Linked DNA regions of Mus musculus: region 1 is linked to region 2. Evidence: chromatin contacts called from public HiChIP or PLAC-seq data. All regions are on one chromosome and are shown on one strand. Each heading gives the region's core, a stretch centred on a gene start, on an enhancer-like site or on the middle of the called end of the contact. The rest is flanking DNA. Distances are from core to core; before and after follow the strand shown. Region 1 holds the start of Cct8l1 (chaperonin containing TCP1, subunit 8 (theta)-like 1). Region 2 has its middle 25 kb from the start of 1700096K18Rik.

Region 1 (4,847 bases), core at 2,105-4,604, 38 kb after region 2:
GAGGGCAGCCTGGTCTACAGAGCTAGTTCCAAATTAGTCAGGGCTACATAGAAAAACCTATTTCTAAAAATACATACATACATAAATACATACATACATACATACATACATACACATACATATGTAGATAAATAAATAAGAAAAATAAATAAAAATAAGAAAAATCCCCCAAATCAATAAAAATACAACTTAAATTAGTTTGGTTATGGCTCTTTTTCCTGTATTTTTTTTTTAAAATTGCCTCAAAATACTGTCTTCTTTTTAAAAAAATTAGAGAATGACTGGCCACTGTTTTCAGTTGGAACTGGTGCTTTTAGAATGTTACAGTGTTGTCTAGACATAAACCCACACACACTGATATTATAGAAGGGATATTCAGAAAAGGTGATTGTTCTTTTTTCCCACCCCCAAAATCCAGGTACTTAATTTAAAATTCTGCTAGGACTGACTGCATCTTTGCACTTACTGTTACTGTAAGTGATGTAAGGTGGGATGGAGAGAAACTGCTAACAGAAAAGTCAAGACTTGGAATGAAGATAAGTTACTAAAAAGAATCTCTCCCTCTCCGGTCTTCTTTCTTTGAGTCAAGGTCATATCTGTTCTCAATGAGTAGCTGAAGGTGACCTTGAACTTGTGCTCTTCCTTTCTCTAACACTGGAGAGATAGGTTATTTTGTTTCGTGTTTGAAACAGATCTTATTTACATAGCCCAAACTGACTATGTAGCTGAGTCTCACACCGAACTGCTCTGACTTCTCTACTCATCTCCCAGTTGCTGGAAGTACAGATCTTCATCTTTGTTGTTCTGCAGCCTGACTTCATGTGCTGAGATCGAGAGACAGCTCTGTGGTTAAGAGCACGGCTGCTCTTCCAGACGACCTGGGTCCCATTCCCAGCACTCACATGCCCTTCACAACTAACTGCAACTCCAGCTCCAGGGGATAGAACACGTTCTTCTGACCCCAGTGAGTCCCTCCTGCACACACATGCACTCACCCATACCCACACAGCAACACACACACACAGACACACATAGACACAGACAGACACAGACAGACAGACAGACAGACAGACAGACAGACACACACACACACACACACCTTTTAGAAGGTGTAGTAGTGCACACCTTTAATCCCAGCATTCTAGGAGGCAGAGGCAGGCAGATCTGAGAGTTCTAGGCCAACCTGGTCTACAAAGCCAGTTTCAGAATAGCCAGGGCTATTATCATCAAACAAAATAAAACAACAACAAACCAAATTCCCCAAATCAATCCAAAACCCAAAAACAAAAACAAAACCCAAAGGAAGGAAGGAAGGAAGGAAGGAAGGAAGGAAGGAAGGAAAGAAGGGGCTTTAGAAGCCCCAGACATGAGGGACAGAAAAGGAAAACATCTGTATTTTGGAGGTCACTTTGCAATCCTGACCATTCTTTATTTAGTGTGCCGCTATACATATTTTCCAAAGAATTTTGCTCTCAGGGGTGAGGATACCTTTGCATTCAAGGTGGGGTCTGTGATCTGTCTGTACAAAGGAGTCTTTCTGGCCACTATAATTTGGTCCACAGTCACCAGCTGCTGCACCAGCTCAGCAACTGCTTGTAACCCTTGGGCTTTGGTCCTCAGTATGTCCCATATACCTTCATGAGTCACATTTACTAAGCCGTCTGTTCCCACTCCAACGAAGAAGTTCCCAGCTTGGTGAAATCCACTCAATTCTGCCATCACGCTTTGGGCAGCTAAGCCTGCATTCTCTGCCAGGGTTTTAGGCAGAGAACTCAGGGCTTGAGCAAATGCTTGGAAGGCCAGACCGTTGGGGCCAGACAGTCGGCTTCCTTTGTCTACCAGCATTTTTGCCAGAGCCATCTCTGTGGCACCTGCTCCTGGCAGTAGTCTGGGATCTTGACACAGCTGAGAAAATGCATCAATGCCATAGTAGACAGCCTGCTCTGCAACCCGAAGTCCCTGGATGGTGGGTCCCCTAAGGACCACTGAGAGAAAAGGTGCAATCTCATGTTCCCATTCAAACATTACCACCGCAGTATCTCCAAATTCCTTCCTGTAAACCTTGTGGCACTTCCCTGGCTCCAGGGGAGGAAGGACCCGGCCGAGCAGAGGAGTGCCCAGCTTCTCACTCAGGTAGACAATCTCCTTTCGGGACTTGGCTTGAATCACCATGATGCCACAGTAGTTAGCCTGGTCCACCGATTTCTCATTAACTTCCCCCAAGACCACTGCCACGTTAATGTCCATAATGGCTAGTTGGGCTATTTCCTTTTCCACTTGTTCAGTTTGTTTCCGAAATCTTAGTAGTTCTTCCGGGTTGGAGAGACGTGGTGTGGCCAGTGTAAATGGATTTGTAGGACCAAAGGGGCAATTGAACAGGGCCACCCTAGCATCACCAAGGACCTCAGTCTTTTGTCCACACAGCTTCCCCGCTATTGCTACTCCAGGAAAAATTCGGGAATCAGTCAGTTTCCCACCCTGAAGTACGCACACGACAATACTCTCAGGCTTGAAGCTGCCATTTGGCTCCCTGCTAACCCAGCACGCTTGAGCTACAAGCTTGGTTAAATAATCTGAGTTGGACAGGGTGTGAGTACTTATCACAGAATAGAGGGCCCAGGAAGGATCTTCCAAAGGCCCTAGAGAGCGGATGGCCAGGGAAGGCAGAGCGGTCAGAACTTCTGCTGTGGCTGTGGCAAAGGCCTCCCGGAGCTGGGTTGGAGTTAGGCCAGCCCACAGAAGGTAATGGGCCTGCTCCAGCAAGGCTTCTGTCAGTAGAACAACAAAGACCGTGCCATCCCCAGCGTTCTCTACCTGGGTTTGGGCTAATTCTTGAACAAACTGGGCAGCTGGGTGCTCCAGGTCCAGAGCCTTGAGGATGGCAGCGGCATGACCTGTACAAACTGTTTCTCCCTTGGCAGTCACCAGAAACTTCTGCCGGCCAAAGGGACCATAACAAGACCGGATGATACTGGCTAGGGTCTGAGCTGCAGCTGTGGCCCTCAGTATGTATGATGGCTCTTCTCCTTGAGATTCAGGGGTTTTCTCTAGGCCTGGCTTCAGCCGCTGGGGAAGTTCTAGGTCTGATTGAACTTTGGTTTGTGTGGCCCGGGAGGGTGGGGAGACCGCCATGGGTTAGACTAACCGTTAGAAGCACTCTGGAAATGGCAGTAGGCACACCTTGGCATCTGTCTTTGATGCTGCTCCAGAAGTCAAATGCACATCACTTGCTACCTGCAGAAGCCAACCGGAAGTGGGCCTCCACTTTGCGCCCAAGGATGAAGCGCAGAGAGTTCAGTTCCAGACCCATCTCCAAAACTGAGTCTGAACAAGCGAGGCCCCTGGGACTTGACCCACAGGAGCTAAACTGTCCCTCTGATGAAGTCACAAAGTAACAAATGGAACCAGAGATAGGGAATGAAGTCACAGAGGGACCCTGATAGCAGGAATGAAACCCAACAAACCAAAATAACTTTACTGTTGAAAATTCAGAAACACTTCTAGTTCCCAACGAAGACTGTCTTTGGTGTTTTGAGGGAACTGACGTTGGGAGTGTCCTATGTAGCACCAAAAGAACAAAAGCAAAAACAAAAACAAACAAACAAACAAAACAGAAGTAACCTGCTGGAGGTTATCACCATGCCCCAACTCAAATTGTATTATAGAGCTATAGTACCAGAAATGCCATGGTGTTTGGTGATTTGGGTGGTGTACTGGGTGGTGGTGGCACTTGCCTTTAATCCCAGCATTTAGGAGACAGAGGCTGGCAGATTTCTGTGAGTTCAAGGACAGCCTGATCTATAGCCAGGGCTGTCACACAGAGAAATCCTGTCTTGAAAAATCAAAAATCAAACCAAAACCCAAAACAAAGAAAGTCCAGAACTAACAATAAAACAAGACACAATTGGCTGTGTGGTTTATCCTTGTGATCCCAGTCCCTGGAGACTGTGGGACCATCACAAACTCCATGCCAGCCTGGGCTATAGACTGAGAATGTCCATCCCAAAAGGCAAAGGAAACAGAAAGACCAACAAAATACTCCCCAAACACAGACCAAGCCTGACAGACCTAAATTCAGTCCCCAGAGGCAAGGACAAGAGAATTGCCACAAGTCTAGGGGCAGCCTGATAGCTGCATAGGAGTTCCAGGCTAGCCAGAGCTGGCAGTGAGACCCTGTCCCCACCAACAAAACAAAATAAAACAGCAAACAAAACAGCATGGCAGAATGAAGTGCACACCTCTATTCCCTGCCCTGGCGGGAAAATGCTCAAAGATTGTCTTAGGTTCCAGTCCGCCGGGGCTACACAGCAAGGCTCTATCTTACAAAACAAAACACAGAAAACGCTAAATCCAACCCTAGTCTTCACACTGGCAGCTTACAACTACTGATAGCTCAAGCTCCAGGACACCTCCGGCTTCCGTAAGCACCTGTGCTCTTTTGCATATACCCACACTTCAATACTCACGATTACAAACAAACAAACAAACAAACAATTTTTTGGGAGGAGGGTTTCTCTGTATAGCCCTGGCCGTCCTGGAACTCACTCTGTAGACCAGGCTGGCCTTGAACTCAGAAATCTGCCTGCCTCTGCCTCCGGAGTGCTGGGATTAAAGGCGTGCGCCACCACGCCTGGTACAAACAAACCACTTTTAAAGAAGCTGAGGATGGTGGCCCACATCTTTTAAAAAACTTTTTATAGCTGGGTGTAGAGAGAGCTTAAATTTTTTTAAAAGATTTATTTATTATTATATCTAAGTACACTGTAGCAGTCTTCAGACACCAGAAGAGGGAATCAGATCTCCTTATGGATGGTTGTGAGCCACCATGTGGTTGCTGGGATTTGAAC
Region 2 (4,767 bases), core at 1,857-4,356:
CAGAGAGTTGGATGCTCGCAGCCAACCATTGAACTGAGCATGGGGTACCCAAAGGAGGAGGGTTTTTTTGTTTTGGGGGGAGGTTGAAATTTTTTTATGAAGTCATTGTTTTCTTCTTTTGTTTTTTTAATTAGATATTTTCTTTATTTACATTTCAAATGTTATCCTCTTTCTTAGTTTCCCCTCCAAAAATCCCCTACCCCCTCTCCTCTTACTCCCCAACCCACCCACTCCCATTCCTGGCCCTAGCATTCCCCTATACTGGGGCATAGAACCTTCACAGGATCTAAGGCCTCTTCTCCCATTGATGACCAACTAGGCCATCCTCTGCTACATATGCAGCTAGAGCCACAAGTTCTACCATGTGTTTTCTTTGATTGGTGGTTTAATTCCAAGGAGCTCTGGGGGTACTGGTTAGTTCATATTGATGTTCCTCTTATGGGGTTTCAGACCCCTTCAGCTCCTTGGTTACTTTCTCTGGCTCCTCCATTGGGGATCCTGTGCTCCAGCCAATGGATGACTGTGAGCATCCACTTCTGTATTTGCCAGGCACTAGCAGAGCCTCTCAGGAGACAGCTATATCAGGCTCCTGTCAGCAAAATCTTGTTGGCATCTGCAATAGTGTCTGGTTTTGGTGGTTGTTTATGGGATGGATCCCCAGGTGGGACAGTCTCTGGATGGTTGTTCCTTCAGTCTCTGCTCTGAACTTTGTCTCTGTAACTCCTCCCAATGGAGGAGTTAGAGAAAGGACTGAAGGGGCTGAAGGAGTTTGCAGCCCCATAGGAAGAACAACAATATAAACCATCCAGACCCCCCAGAGTTCCCAGAGACTAAACCACCAACCGAAGAGTACACACAGAGGGCCCCAGCCACATATGTGGCAGAGGATGGCCTTGTCGGGCATCAGTGGGAGAAGAGGCCCTTGGTCCTGTGCAGGCTCCATGCTCCAGTGTAAGGAATGCAAGGGCAGGAAGGGGGAGTGGGTGGGTGGAGGAACACCCTCATAGAAGCCGGTAGATAGAGGAGGCATGGGATAGGGGGTTTCCGGGAGGGGGAGGGGACCGGGAGAGGGGATAACATTTGAAATGTAAACAAAGAAGATACCCAATTTTTAAAAAAGGGAAAAAAATAAAAGTTCAAAGTCTCTTCTTAGATTCATGCAGTCTCTTAACTGTAATGCCTATAAAATCAAAATAAAAAAGCATATCACATATTTCAAACATAACGGAATATATACTACCAAAATATCATGGTGAGAAAATACTGGACCTAAGCAGGACCAAACCCAGCCAGACAACCTCCAAACGCGGCATCTCTGTCTGGATAGCATCTCCTTTCACATTTGTTGTTTCTACTCCGTGTTAGTAGCTTTCCTCAGCAGGTATCCCACGACGCTGGCATCTCTAATATCTCAGGGTCTCCAAGGCAACTTAACTTCACAGGTTCTTGTTCCAGTGTCTAGGATCCACACATGATCTTCTGTGCTCCCCCAAAGGTCTTGGGTCACTTCTCCAGCTCTGCCCTCTGTAGCACTCTAGGCTCTGGCTGACTCCATTCCACTGTTGCTTCAATTCTTAGCGGTCATCTCATGGTACCAGCGTCCCGAATATGCTGGAGTCTTCAGCTGCAACTGAGCTCCACTTTCACCAAAAGCCTTTCATATGCTGTCTCCATGGTGCCAAGCCTCAACTTCTTTGCCTGACCCCTTGAGTCCTGGGCCTTTTATTGCAACTGAGGCTGCACTTTCACCAATGTCATTTCCTAGCCTGTCCCAGTGCCAAGCCTCAGCTGCTCTCCGTGATCCTTTCATGCCTTCAAAACCAGTAGCACCTGGGTAATTCGTACACATCACCAAGTCCAGCTGCCTACACAAAGTCTATTTCTGGACCATGACTTCTTTGTGCTCTCAGAAAATTTTGAGCCCTCCTTGGCCATGGCAGGGACATTGTGACATGGTTCTAGCCCCTGAAAAGAACCAGCAGGGTATGAGCCTCACAATGGTTGCTGTGGGCATGAGGCTTGGTTGTATAATTTTTTATTTTTTTATTTTTTTTACTTCATGTTCCTCCTTTGGGGAATATTCTCATCACCAAGGTTAATGACACCTTGATAATTAGAAGCAGCATGAGTCTGGGAGGCAAGGGTGTGTGTGTGTCTGTGTCTCAGCAAAATGGCAAATACTGAGACCTTTAGAACAGTCCTCAGGTTGTAGGAAAGAACTCTGAAAATATGAAATCAAAAATATGTAATTCTCAACTATGCAAAATATAAGGATGCAACGTAAGCCGGGGGTGGTGGCGCACGCCTTTAATCCCAGCACTTGGGAGGCAGAGGCAGGCAGATTGCTGAGTTCAAGGCCAGCCTGGTGAGTTCAGGATGCAACATGAATTGTATAAACAGCTTCGCAGATCTAAAAGAACAGAGGCAGCTGCACTATAAGCCAGTGTGTCAGAAAGATAGTAAGGATCAAGATAAAGAGATTTGGGGAGTGGTTGTCAAAAGCCTAGATCCCCAGCTAAGTTTTTTGTTTATGCCTACAGGCAGGTCGATTCTTGAGTTCAAGGTCAGCCTGAGACAGAGGGAGTTTAGGTTCAGGCCCAGACTAGGTAGGAATGGTAATTTCAGGGCCTGGTTCCACCCAGCTAATTGTCTATGCTTAACAAAGGCAGACTAATCTCTGAGTTCTTTTGCAAAATTAAAAAAACAATGTGTTTGCTGTTTCTTCCAAAGAGTCAAAGGGCTAAGGTCATGGAATGCTGATCTGTGGGATGGTCAAGAATGAATGACTGAGTTGGTCAACATGGGATGAGCTAGGAGAGAGAGATAGCAGAGCAGATCCTTTTAAGAAATTTTTGTAACAGGAGTCTAGCTGTCTGGAAATCTTTGGAGAGTGATTCTCTGGATAGATTTTTTTCTAACAGAAGAGATGGAGGAGAAGGCCTTCTCTGGGGATTTCAGTGTTAAAGCTTTTATAGTGGTGTTCAATGAAAATGCTCTCTTACATGATATTCAGTGGAAACAAACAGCCTGTGCACACACACACTTTATTTGGGCTAAACAAGGGCTATATGTGAACCTTGGAGAGTGGGAAGGGGTTTTCAGGGTAAACATAAATCATTGGCTGGAGCTTAAGGTACTGGGAATGCCTCATTTGCATAGAGAGGCACTCCAGGAGTTCCAAGATCTTACCTGGAGAGAGGAAGCTGAATCTTTAATTTTGCCAAGTGACAGTTTGTGACATTCCTCAGGTAGAAACTGTAGAGGTTGGGCTCCCCAGATCAGGCTGATTAAATAGCAGGATCTAACAGAGAGCAAGCAGGTGTGGTGCCACACACCTTTAATTCCGACTCTCAGAAAGTAGAGTCAGGCAGATCTCTGTGAATTCAGGGCCAGCCTGGTCTACATAGTGAGTACCAATGTAGCCCAGGCTACACAGTGAGACTCTCTTAGTTTAGGTTTATAGTGCTGTAAAGAGACACCATGACCAAGGCAACTCTCATAAGGATAGCATTTAATTAGAGCTGTCTTACAAGTTCACAAGATTAGTCCATTATCATAATGGCAAGAAGCATGATGGTACACAGGCAAACATGGTGCTGGAGAAGGAGCCAAGAGTTCTACATCTGAATCAACAGGTACAAGAGAGAGAGAGAATGAGCCAACTAGGCCTGGCTTGAATGTCTGAGATCTCAAAACTCACCTATAGTGACACACTTCCTCCAACAAGGCCACACTTCCTTCAACAAGGCATAGTACCAATCTGTATAGTCCTATGGGGATCATTTTCATTCAAACCACCATAGTCTCGAAAACAAAATGAAACGATAGATAGATAGATAGATAGATAGATAGATAGACAGACAGACAGACAGATAGATAGATAGAGAAAACAGAAAAGGAAATCTATTCTTTGTTATTACCTTGGGAAGAGGAGCAAAAAGATCTAGCAAAGTCCCTTTCTTCTTTGACCCTGAAATTAGATCAATATGCACGTTTAAGAAATCCTGGCCAGGGCTTAGTCCTGCCCGCCACTGACTACAGTTATCTTCTTAGTTATTTTCTATTTGTCTTGAAGAGACACCATGACCAAGGCAATTTATTTTAATTCATTTACTTTGGGTCTTCTGTTTCCAGAGTCATGACCATCATGACAGGAAAGCAAGGTGGCAAAGAGACAGCAAGGTGCTAGAGCAGTTACTGAGAGCTTGCGTTTGATCCACAAGCAGGAGGCAGAGACAGAGAGAGAACGGGGAATACCATGGGCTTTTGAAACCTCAAAGCCCACCCCCAACAACACACCTCCTCCAACGAGGCCACACCTTTTCATCTTTCCCAAATAGTTCTACTAACTAGGGACCAGATATTCAAACATATGTGTTTATGGGGACTAGTCTTGCTTATCATTGTATCTGGGTCCAGCCTCATCCTGTGAGATGGTTGTTAGGTCTGTATGAAATCTCTTTTAAGGAGACAAGTGCCCCCTACACACACACACACACACACACACACACACACACACACTCTCTCTCTCTCTCTCTCTCTCTCTCACACATACACACACACACTTACACACTCATACACACTCATATTCACACACACACTCACACACACTCATACACTCACACACACTCACACACATACACACATTCACACATACACACTCACATACACTCACACACACTCACACACATACACTCACAAGCACATACTCACACACATACTCATACACACATACACTCACACACATATACACACTCATACACACTC

What was found. HiChIP or PLAC-seq counts read pairs in DNA pulled down with a chosen protein or histone mark.
Region 1: a contact with region 2 is called in an H3K27ac HiChIP or PLAC-seq map of embryonic stem cells, with 17 read pairs. The contact joins the promoter of Cct8l1 here to the enhancer-like site in region 2. A contact is called at or near these places in 1 of 39 promoter capture datasets (macrophages), 2 of 484 Hi-C or Micro-C datasets (brown adipocytes and embryonic stem cells), 11 of 115 datasets of contacts at active chromatin or transcription factors (bone marrow-derived macrophages, embryonic stem cells and neural tube) and 4 of 9 other capture datasets (adipose tissue, embryonic stem cells, liver and 1 more).

What each region holds. Positions count from the first base shown.
Region 1 is chr5:25,514,574-25,519,420 of GRCm38.p6, reverse strand. It overlaps Cct8l1 (chaperonin containing TCP1, subunit 8 (theta)-like 1), which reads right to left and starts at 3,354. Exons shown (of 1, transcript NM_198621.2): 1 at 1,394-3,354. The coding sequence starts at 3,132. The coding sequence ends at 1,444.
Region 2 is chr5:25,552,795-25,557,561 of GRCm38.p6, reverse strand. No RefSeq gene overlaps it. Among named protein-coding and RNA genes, the nearest start is that of 1700096K18Rik, 25 kb to the right of the region's middle. Within about 2 kb of position 3,106, at least 12 of the 459 cell types and tissues checked have an H3K27ac peak or open chromatin away from gene starts, as enhancers often do. A contact at or near this core is called in embryonic stem cells, where this site is marked.